Regions from separate parts of the Hordeum vulgare genome. Here region 1 is linked to region 2. The links are chromatin contacts, called in public Hi-C maps. All regions are on one chromosome and are shown on one strand. Each heading gives the region's core, a stretch centred on a gene start, on an enhancer-like site or on the middle of the called end of the contact. The rest is flanking DNA. Distances are from core to core; before and after follow the strand shown. Region 1 has its middle 39 kb from the start of LOC123398847. Region 2 holds the start of LOC123398847.

What was found. A called contact is a pair of places that touch in the nucleus more often than the background predicts.
Region 1: a Hi-C map of leaf shows a contact between it and region 2, with 4 times the contacts expected there. The contact joins the enhancer-like site here to the promoter of LOC123398847 in region 2. A contact is called at or near these places in 1 of 6 Hi-C or Micro-C datasets (leaf) and 1 of 1 datasets of contacts at active chromatin or transcription factors (embryo).

Annotation. Positions count from the first base shown.
Region 1 is chr5H:464,536,880-464,542,863 of MorexV3_pseudomolecules_assembly, forward strand. No RefSeq gene overlaps it. Among protein-coding and RNA genes, the nearest start is that of LOC123398847, 39 kb to the left of the region's middle. Within about 2 kb of position 4,067, at least 3 of the 3 cell types and tissues checked have open chromatin away from gene starts, as enhancers often do. A contact at or near this core is called in leaf, where this site is marked.
Region 2 is chr5H:464,499,469-464,505,622 of MorexV3_pseudomolecules_assembly, forward strand. LOC123398847 reads right to left here and starts at 1,560. Exons shown (of 10, transcript XM_045093297.1): 1 at 1,088-1,560; 2 at 278-400; 3 at 67-183. The coding sequence starts at 1,153.

The sequences.
Region 1 (5,984 bases), core at 2,817-5,316, 40 kb after region 2:
CAAGGTATAAAATTGAGTAAGACTCAGTGCCCAGCAACTGAGGAAGATAGAAAGACAATGAGTTACGTCCCCTATGCTTCAGCCATAGGTTCTATCATGTATGCAATGTTGTGCACTAGACCAGACGTTAGCCTGGCCATAAGTATGGCAGGCAGGTTCCAGAGTAATCCAGGAGTGGATCACTGGACGGTGGTCAAGAATATCCTGAAGTACCTGAAAAGGACTAAGGAGATGTTTCTCGTATATGGAGGTGACGAAGAGCTCGTCGTAAAAGGTTACGTCGATGCAAGCTTTGACACGGATCTGGACGACTCTAAGTCACAGACCGGATACGTATTTATTCTTAATGGGGGTGCGGTAAGCTCGTGCAGTTCCAAGCAAAGCGTCGTAGATGATTCTATATGTGAAGCAGAGTACATTGCTGCCTCAGAGGCAGCTAAGGAGGGTGTCTGGATGAAGCAGTTCATGACGGATCTTGGAGTGGTGCCGAGCGCGCTGAATCCAATAACCCTGTTTTGTGACAACACGGGTGCCATTGCCTTAGCAAAGGAACCACGGTTTCACAAGAAGACCAGACACATCAAACGACGCTTCAACCTCATCCGCGACTACGTCAAGGAGGAGGACGTGAATATATGCAAAGTGCACACGGATCTGAATGTGGCAGACCCGCTGACTAAACCTCTTCCACGGGCAAAGCATGATCAACACCAGAACTGTATGGGTGTTAGATTTATTACAATGTAATTCGCATGGCGATGTGAGGACTAGATTATTGACTCTAGTGCAAGTGGGAGACTGTTGGAATTATGCCCTAGAGGCAACGATAAATAAGTTGTTATTATAATTCCTGTATCAAGATAATCGTTTATTATCCATGCTATAATTGTATTGAATGAAGACTTATATACATGTGTGGATACATAGACAAAACACTGTCCCTAGCAAGCCTCTAGTTGGCTAGCCAGTTGATCAAGGATAGTCAGGGTCTTCTGACTACATACAAGGTGTTGTTTCTTGATAACTGGATCACATCATTGGGTGAATCATGTGATGGACTAGACCCAAACTAATGGACGTAGCATGTCGATCGTGTCATTTTGTTGCTACTGTTTTCTGTGTGTCAAGTATTTATTCCTATGACCATGAGATCATATAACTCACTGGCACCGGAGGAATGCTTTGTGTGTATCAAACGTCACAACGTAACTGGGTCACTATAAAGATGCTCTACAGGTATCTTCGAAGGTGGCCGTTGATTTAGTATGGATCAAGACTGGGATTTGTCACTCCGTGTGACGGAGAGGTATCTCGGGGCCCACTCGGTAATACAACATCACACACAAGCCTTGCAAGCAATGTGACTTAGTGTAAGTCACGGTATATTGTATTACGGAACGAGTAAAGAGACTTGCCGGTAAACGAGATTGAAATAGGTGTGCGGATACTGACGATCGAATCTCGGGCAAGTAACATACCGAAGGACAAAGGGAATGACAAACGGGATTATATGAATCCTTGGCATTGAGGTTCAAACGATAAGATCTTCGTAGAATATGTAGGATCCAATATGGGCATCCAGGTCCCGCTATTGGATATTGACCGAGGAGTCCCTCGGGTCATGTCTACATAGTTCTCGAACCCGCAGGGTGTGCACACTTAAGGTTCGGCGTTGTTTTATGCGTATTTGAGTTATATGGTTGGTTAGCGAATGTTGTTCAGAGTCCCAGATGATATCACGAACGTCACGAGTGTTTCCGGAATGGTCCGGAGACGAAGATTGATATATAGGATGACCTCATTTGATTACGAAAAAGTTTTTGGCATTACCGGGAGTGTACCGGGAGTGACGAATGGGTTCCGGATGTTCACTAGGGGGCCAGCCCACCCGGGGGAATCCCATAGGCCTTAGGGGTGCCGCACCAGCCCTTATTGGGCTGGTGGGCAAGCCCAAGAAGGCCCCTGCGCAGGAGATAAGAAAAATCAAAGAGAAAGTAAAAAATGGGGAAGTGGGAAGGAAGGGAAAGACTCCACCTTTCAATCCTAGTTGGACTAGGATTGGAGGAGGATTCCTCCTCCCCCCTTCAGCCGACCCCTTGGGGCTCCCTTGAGCCTCAAGGCAAGGTCCCTCCCCTCCCTCCTATATATACTGAGGTATTATGGCTGATTTGAGATAACTTTAGCACGGGAGCCCGACCACATACCTCCACGGTATTTCTTCTAGATCGCGTTTCTGCGGAGCTCGAGCGGAGCCCTGCTGAGATAAGATCACCACCAACCTCCGGAGCACCATCACGCTGCCGGAGAACTCATCTACCTCTCCGTCTCTCTTGCTGGATCAAGAAGGCCGAGATCATCGTCGAGCTGTACGTGTGCTGAACGTGGAGGTGTCGTCCGTTCGGCACTAGATCAGAGCGGATCGTGGGACGGATCGCGGGACGGTTCGCGGGGCGGATCGAGGGACGTGAGGATGTTCCACTACATCAACCCCGTTTCTTAACGCTTCCCACTGTGTGATCTACAAGGGTACGTAGATCGGAAATCCCACTCTCATAGATGGACATCACCATGATAGGTCTTCGTGTGCGTAGGAAAATTTTGTTTCCCATGCGACGTTCCCCAACAGACGTTGCATTTAGGCTCAGTAAATTCTGGTTTACATTTGGGCGCATTTCGGAGGCCCGTGTAATTTATGTGTAACAACGCTCGTAGTACTCCCTTCGTCAACTTGGAAATGTTGTGAAACCTAGGTAGTTATTGATTGGCTGTGAGATGGACTGAAAAATAATATTCACACTACACATGCATATAGAAATACTAGTATACCATAGTAGTAATTAGCTGTTAGGAGTAAATACAATATGTCCTAAACCTTATATATTATGATGCACGTAAATTTAACCATACCTTTTAAACTGAGATGAAGGTAGTAGTACCGACATACTCGGGCAGAAAGTTCTTTGGCAAACCAGAGCAATGTTAGACGTACAAGGAGTTTAGAGGGGCTTACGGGCTGATGGGGGTGTGATTGATAGAGATTTAACTATAAGTACGGGTCCACCACCTGAAAATCAGGTGGAAACCAATTAGGTGAGTCCACGGTCTTTTCGTCTAAAGTTTTGTATCAATCACCATGTGCATATAGTATTATTTCCCACATCCCCGTGCATAAACCTGAGAATGGTTATTAAAAAAACGGGTGTAACGGTTTGGTTCTTACTTTGAGTTTGATTGATTCATGTTTTATTAGGCTGAGATTTTTTTAGTTTGGTTTTGGTTTGGGTATGTGGAGAAACCAATTTAGGTATAGTTGGTTATGGGTTTAAACGGTTTGGTTATTAGCGGTTATAAATTATGGGTCCAAACCGATTTTTAGACATTGGTTATATGCAATAATCAAAGACGACCGAGAACGAGTATCTTTGATCCGCATGCATGTTGTAAATTCATTATGTAATTATTTATTATGGGAATACACCACATAAAAATTGGAAGTGTTTGCTTGTGCTTTCCTTAACCAATTTGGTTTTAATACATTTTAGTGAGTTTTTCAGCCATGGGCACGTTCTTTTTGACTCTTGCCGTGTGGTGACTGTATCTCAAGGATAACTTTGTTTCTAAACTGTTATAGATGCGTTTATGCCTTTCGTATCTCATTTGCTTCTTAACATGTTAATTTGTGTAATCATATGTACATTAAACTAAACTGATAGTTATGTATTGGGTTTAAACCAATGATTATGTATTGAGTTTAAATTGGTTTGGGTGAAAAAAATAATGGATTTGATTTTAGTTGGGTTAAAAATAGCATTAAATGGGGATATGGTTTAAATATGATTTTAAAAGATAAATGAAGGGATATGGTTCAAATATCAAACCATTCTGAGGTTTAGCCGTGCGGATCGGAACGTCGTCACTCGTTGAGTCGGCGTCCGTAGACGACCCTGACATCTGGACACGCACGCGGACCGGGTCCCAGCAGCAGGCAGAGAGAAACCGCTACCACGAAATTGCTCCACTCCCCGCGGAACGTGAGGCCAGGGCCACGCGCCAGTCTCTCCGGGCCCAAGCGTGTTCTGCTGTGCAGCTGCCGTGGGCCGGCCACGCAGGTAAATCATGCAGCAGCGTGCTGCGTGCCGCTCCGCACTTTGATTTTCCAAGCAAGCAAGTTTCACTTTACAGCTTCGGCAGGCCCCTCCAGCCTCCAGCGACGGATCCATGCATTGCATGCTACACGGACCGTTCGATGGCTTCGCTCGCCTTTTACTGGTTTCATTACTACTACTCGAATCGCCTGCCTCCGTTTCGGTCGACCCGAGTTGCGACGTGCGGCACAGTACAAATTATTGCCTGCGCCGGTGGGTGGTGGTGGTGGCAGGCGTGCGTGTGTGGCGCGCCGTGCAATGCAGGAGGAACAGTAGACCCTTCTACTTGCTCTGCCTCAGTGACCAGCAATATGGCCATGTTAAGCCCGGAGCACGTGGCGTGGAGATGGAGGACAGCCCACGGCTCCACGTTTAGATTAAGACGACCATTCGATCCTATCCTACAAAAGATTACTACCGTTCGATCGGTTGGATATAAGCGTCATATAAGAAGGCTTTAACGGCCTGGTTTTGTACGGTACGTGTGGGCGGGCTGGTAAAGCTGCACCGGGCGCGGCAGAGGAAGAGCACGCACGCACGCACGCACATGCCGATCGCGGAGCGCCGAAGCAATCCGGTAATCCCCGCGCTTTCCGTGGCCAGCTAGCGGCTCTGCTCCATGTCGGCTGCCTTTGTCCACGTGACCTGCAGCCCCAAAATGGCCGAGTGTTTGACGCTGGAGATACTACGTACTGTGCGACAGAGACCCCCGCTCTGTACTGCTGTACCTACGCACGGGTCAATCATGACCACCACCTCTGCTTAACGGGTTAAAATGTTTCTCGTAGATAGTGTCTATCCGTCCAACGACTCAGAAATGTTCCAGCTATAGTACGAACATCCTAATCGAACAATCGTTTAACTGACGATTTTCTTTTCTTTCAATAGAAAGATCGGTTGAGTGGTCACCCGTACGTCGCTGAAAATGGAATGCGATGCGTCTAAACTTAAGTTGACTTCGGCTTTGTTATAGTATGTCTAAATCGATCGTGCTGCCCTTTCGATCTAGTCTTCTAAACATTTAAAATCCGGCAAAGGACATCCTCACAAGCATTGTATGTATGTAGTACTAATAAACATTCCGATTGAACAAAAGAAGCAGCATTGTACGCATTTGAGATGCATAATTACGCCCCGATCGAGCGTTACGCTCAGCCTACTGTAAGAAAAAGGAAATCTCAAAATCTAACTCGTTCCATGGTCCATGGCCTCCTTTTGTCAGAAAAAAGGTTCTACGCCTTTCTGCCGGCTGACCCACGTGTCCAATGCACGATCAGTAGTCGGCATGCAATCCCCCACGACTGCAGCACTGATCCGACGGCACTTGGCCCCGGCGACCCTTCCACAGCAGCACAGTACTGATGATGTTTTTTCACGGCCAACACGTCGACGGAATTCGCACCTCTTCTTTCCCCCCTACATCACACAAATATTACGTGTACGGAATTATGGATGCACGTCGTACGTAGCTTCACTGTGGATGAGGCCGTCGTCTCGTTCTACGGAAGCTGAAAAAGTTGATGAAAGCGAGGCGGCAGCTAGCTGTGCAGGAGGTACTACCTCCATTGTAGTACAAGATTCAGTACCGGACACAAAAGTCATGCATGGTTGCTTTCGTCTCCCTGAAAGAGCACATATACCGAGCGTCGGCGTCGGACGCAGTTTATTTGTGGACGTACGTAGGTACCGTCAGCGTCAGGTGTCGACAATGCCTGCATTTCTGCCAAGGCAAACCGAGGTTGGGTTCCGTCGCCTTCGGTTCCAAACTTGTCTCGCACTTAAAGAGGCCTCGCCGGCAAGAATATATGCCGCGCCTCAAAAGCCTGCCATCGTCATGTG
Region 2 (6,154 bases), core at 310-2,809:
ACAATCGAATTGGTACAAACGGAAATCGAATTGCCCAACGCGTACGCAGAACGTGGCGCTACTGACTTGAGACGGCAGGTACGGGGGGAGGCGAGGCAGCGCGCCCAGCGGCCTGGTGAAGGCCCGCTCCAGAGCTCGGTGGACGTTCTCCTCGTGCCGCAGCTTCTTCTTCAGCTTCTCCACCTAGCAGAATTTCCCCAGCACCGTCACAACCAACGCAGTGCAGGCAAGATTCCTTGCATTCGACAAGAAATGAGAGAGAATTCATTTCACCCACGTCCTGCTGCAGCGCGAGCTTCCGCTCTCTCCTCGACTGGATTCTGCTCGCCATGCCTCTGGCCGCCGCGTTGGCGGTCGGTGCCTTGGCCGGCATGGCCTTCCTCTGCTCCTTCTGCATCATCTGGACGCAAAATGCCATCAGGGAAAAGAGCCTCATCCATCCATTCGGCTAGCTGGCTGTCAAAGAAACTACTAACAAAAGCAAAGCGACAGATTCCTGGCTGTAGTCCCCGGTCGATTAAAGGTAAAGCAAAGCGGATTAAAGAGGGGGGAAATCGGGGCTCGGCGGCGATCGGGAGGGCACCCAATTCGAGCTGCTCCCTAAAGCAACCGATGCCGTGTGGAGACGAACGAGACGAGCCCTGCCCATATGGATCGTCGCTTGGCACTGCACGAACACCAAACGAAACTACAGTGCTGGCCGATGTACTCTTCCGCGTTAAATAGTCCGTCGGACAGAAAACAACATGGACGGTGCAGCAGATTTAACAGCAACAAACGCTAAACAACCACGGAAAGGCGCACGGGAACCCAAGGGGAAAAAGGGAAAAACATTCAAACACGGAGTTCGAACGACTGAACAGACGGCAAAGCCGCAAGCTTTCCGATCATGCGGGCGGTGGCTACCGAGGGCGACCGGGGAATCGAGAGCCCCGCACGGAAACCCAAGAAATAACCGCACATTGTCACCTCCTGGGCGCTCAATTCCACGAACAAAGGCGCGCAATGCTAATTCTAATCATCCAAATGCAAGTGGCGGAGCCAGACGTCGCGGAAGAAGCGGAGAGGCAGGGTTGAGGAGGCCTACCCTGTCGCCCTTCGGGGCAGCCTTCGCGCCGTGCGCCGCCGCCGGCCTCCGAGCCCGGCCATTCATCTCCGACGCCGTGTGCTCGCCTCTGTCAACAGTCAACACCAAGTGGTGCGTGCGCTGCGACGGAGCGGAGCAAGGAGCCTGCGAGTTAAATCCTCTTCGTGGCGGGCCTACGGACCGCGGGGGAAGTCTCCAGCGCCATTAAAGGCACCGCGAGCTCTGGCGGTGCTCCTGGGCGGCGGGAAGGGGCGCGCGCGGTCCAAGCCACCGCAAGCGCGGCCTCTGCTGGCGGATTCGGTTGGGTAGCGTTCCCGATTGGGTTAAGGGCAGGATTGGTTGGCGTGCGTGGGAATTGGGATTGCGGCGATGGCGATGCGTGGCGCTCTCGGCTCGCGGTTGGCCTCTCTCTCTCTTCCCTCGGCCGTGGGAATGGAGTTTAGCTCGCAGGTTGCAGAGCGCAGCCCCCTTCTAGTACTAGTTGCGCTCTTGCGGAAGCGTAATTAAGCTCTCACGTTTTGCAGGCAGAACCCTTGGTAAATATGTATTTCTTTCAGTGTATGGATTCGTATTTACAACTGTTTTCTCGGCGATGAGTTGTGACTATTTGTCGATTGTTTCTACATAACGAAAATGCATATAATCAAAGAAATTCCTCTTACAAAGAGTAAAAGAAAATAAAGGTGAAATACAAATAAATAAAGTTCGAATAACCCTAAACCTGAGGAGGGCAATCCTAAGACCATGCTGCCATCTATGTCGGGTAATTATATCCCTCGCCGTATCTTCCAATTGTGTACACATCTCCATAAGCACGTCTCGATTCTTCACACGTTGTAGATAGAACCATAAACGAAGAGTCCCGGTACATCTGTAGATAACCTGCATAGCAGAAATATTTTTATCATTAAAAACTTTATCATTTCTATAGAGCCAAAGCGACCAAATAACGGCAAACGCTCCACCCTTAGAAGAGTTCTAAACATGTGATTAATCTCATGTGACTACTTGCCAAATATATTAGCAACACTACAAGAAAGATACAAGCGAGAAGCTATTTGGATGACTCGCCATATAGGATGAGCCAATTTACATTGGAAGAACAAATGTTTCATTGTGTCATCATGCTCACAAAATACACATTGCGTACTTTCATACCAATTCCTCTTAATAAGGTTATCTTTAGTAAGAATGACTCCACGACGAAGATACCGTGCAAAGATTTTATTCTTAAGTGGTATCTTCATCTTCGAGATCTTCTTGTTATTATCAACTAGCACATCACAATAGAGTACGACTCTATACATAGACTCCACTAAGAATTGTTCATTCCCATGTAGGTTCCAACAAAATACATCGGACCCATATGAGAAATGTACCGTGGACAACCGCTGAAGCAGGATGTTCCATGATTGGAGTCTCGGTCCAAATAAATCTCTTGTGAACGTCACATTTGGCAGAAATGATTTCAAAACCATGGCGATAGTGTCACCTTTGTGACGCGTAATGTTGTATAGAGCAGGAAATTGTTCCAGGAATATAGCATTATCAAGCCACTTATCCTCCGAGAATCTAATTTACAAACCGTCCTTTATCGAGAAGGATCCATAGTAGAAGAAATATTCCTTTGTAGCCATTAGACCCGTCCAAAAGTGAGAATCACTAGGCTTTCAATATACTTGTGATAATGCCTTGGAACCACACATTTTCTCCTTAGGAGGGTTTGCCATAAACCATTTTATGTTAGTAACCTAAATAACCATTTGTCGAGTAGGGCCCTATTCTTAATCTCCAGGTCATGAATGTCCAACCCGCCTTGGTATTTGGGATGGCAAACCACACTCCATTTAGCCAATCGGTATTTATTTCTCTCGCAATCTCCTTGCCAAAAAAATCTTGATCAAAAGTAATGCAATCTATGTTATACTCCTTTTGGCAATTGGAAGAAGCAAATCATATATAGTACCATATTACTTAGTATTGAATTTATGATAATCAATCTTCCACTCAGAGATAGCAGTTTACCTTTTCAACAACTTTGTATTTTTTGTAATCTCTCCTCGACGTGTTTCCATTCAGCATTTGTGAGTCTCTGATAATGTATTGGTATCCCCAAATATGTGATTGGAAACTGGTCCAACCCACAGCCGAACAGGTCAGCGTACAAGTGAGCCTCGTCTTGAGCCTCGCAAAAGCAAAACAATATGTGATTGGAAATTGCGATTTTCAGCAAGTGGACACCAAGGAGTTGGTCACTGTTTTTCGGTTGCACCGAAATCAACTTGGGATCACCGAGAAGGAAGTGTTTGGCTCTGGATGTGTCTAGGGTGAAACTCGGTAGGGCCGATTTGGAAAAGTTGGTGGCACAGATTTTCATATTTTGTGGGAGAATTTCATGAGGGTTTTTGGTGGCTAACTCTAAGCACTTGAGCAATCAGATCGTCATAGATACCTCATCCCCTTTTAATAGTATTGATTTTCCTATGAACTCAAATATCATTTCTCACAAAATGCGAAATGTAGAGTCTTGAAGCTTGAGGCTTGGCCAATCCTATTCTTCTCCTTCCTTGGGACTTCTCACATTCCAGCCAGTTCTTTGTGTGGAGCTCATCTGAAATAAAATAGATAAAAATATTTGTCCAAGAGACAACGTGTGTTGTCATGAATTATCAAAAGCTCCAAGGGAGGACATACAAACAAATGCGCGCGCGCACACACACACACACGAAGTATTATGCTCTCAAGAGTAGTTTCTTTTTTTACTCCTTAAGCTTACTGAGCTTAGCGGTGGGCTTCGCGAGAACGAGCTCAATGAGTTGAACAACTCACTTATCCACCCTTCCAGAATTACACTACTATTTTGGACAAGATTCAACTATAAAGTAATTTTGTATAATCTCGCACCTTCCACTAGGTGACTCCATTGAAGTTATTGTGCTCGTATGATGGGCTATTTAGTGGCAGAGCTTGCCACTTATTATTGAGGGTACAAAGCAGAGTTGAGGGGGGCAAAACACAAATTCTTCTTGAACTTTGATAATCTTCATTTTTTAGCTTACCAATCAATGGAATTTCACATAATTTCTCTAGGGTAGGGAGTCCATAGCCCCACTTTGCCCTAGTGAAGTTGCGCCACTACCCACTGTCCTCCCCCCTTTGGTTGGACAGAGGGACGGAAGACAACATTCAAACCCCACACCATGATGCTTACACAAAATAATTTCAAAACCATAATGGTTTAATTGTAAACAAATAACTATAATATGTGAATAATCTTTTTTCAATAACAACTAAGCCACAAAAGAAATAATGGCATTATTTCGTCATCCTCGTCCTCTCTATTCCTAGTGTAATCCCTCATTTCTGAATTCATTCTAGGACTAAAGAACAAAACGATAATTCTAATGTGCTAATAGAATAATATATATGGTAATTTGATCTAAAAGGAAGATAAGTATTTTAGAATGAAGTGAGTATTTCATAGAAATATAACCGGTTAACAATTCCATTTCATTTCACAATATAATCGGTTAGTAGGGTAACCTTTCGTAAGTATTAATTGATAATACTATGAATACTTTTGGAACTGTAAAAAAATATTATAGCTATATGCAGCCTACTCTTTGCAAATAGGCCACGCGTTTTTACTCCATAGCCAGTCCCGAGTGCAGTGGGGGCGGTAGTAATGCTCACACACGAGGAACGTGAGGCAATCGCCATCCACAAAATTCTCCACACAAATCTCGCAAACGCGTTTGTCGGGGTAGCTGAGCTAGATAGTGATTGTTGAGAGGCAAAGGAAAGATGAGGGGAAAAAGGACAAATTTGTATTAAAGTTTGATAATCTTCAAAGAATAGCTTAGCAATTAATGACATTTCACATAATTTCTATAGGGTAGGGGGGCTATGCCCCCCTAGCCCTACTTAAGCTCCACCACTGCCCACTCATACTCCTAATGTCACCTGGGCAAACGGTCTCGCGACGACATCCAAACCCCTCACCATGATGCTTGCGAACAAAGAATTTCAAACAAATAAATGGTTTGTGAGTAAGAAAAAGTATACTACATGAATAGTAATATTTTTCGATAACAATCAAGTTAGGAACAAAATAATGGCATCATTTCAGCATCCTCCTCTTCCCTCTTCCTAGTATAATCCCTCATTTGCTAATTCATTCTAGGACTAAAGAACAAAATGATGATATAATAACTATAGTAATATTATCTAAAACGACGATATGTATTTTTGAAAGAAGGGAGTATTTGCTAGATAATCGGTTAACAATTAGCAGATCAATAACAATATAATTTGTTAGTTGGATAACGCCATGTATGTCTTTAGTAATAATAGAATGCGAAGTGTCGGAACCATAAAAAAGCATTATAGCTATAAATATATGCTTATTTAGATATGTCTATATCAATCTATGTGGTCTCTTCTTTACAAACAGGGCACGCGTCCTTCCTCCGAATACACTCACGGTGATAGTACTGCTCACACGCGAGAAGCGTAAGGCTCTCGCCCTCCACCAACTCCATCACAAAGATCTCCCAGACGCGTCTATCAAGATTCTCAAGCGTGCCTCGCTGCCTCGTGCCACCATTGAAAGAAGAGGATAACGAGGAAGAGCTCACCTGCTATTCACACTAAGTCGTCCATTGACAGTGATGGACCTTAGTAGAGATTGTTGTGGGAGGACACAACAGAGTAGAGGGGTCAAAAGGACAAATATTTCTTGAACTTTGGTTAGATTTAATTTTTTGTTTTACGAATTACTGACATTTCACGTAATTTCTCTAGGGTAGGGGGAGGGCACATCCCCCTTGTCCCTAGTACACTACTTCAAGTTGTGCATTTTTCTTCACCCCTGCATCTAGGATGATGATCGCCCCGACAAGGTTATGGATGTGCCTCGCAGTCACTCTAGAGCGCAGTACCCAACTCTTCAAGTGCGAAGTTGTTGGAATTATGCCCTAGAGGCAATGATAAATAAGTTGTTATTATAATTCCTGTATCAAGATAATCGTTTATTATCCATGCTATAATTGTATTGAATGAAGACTT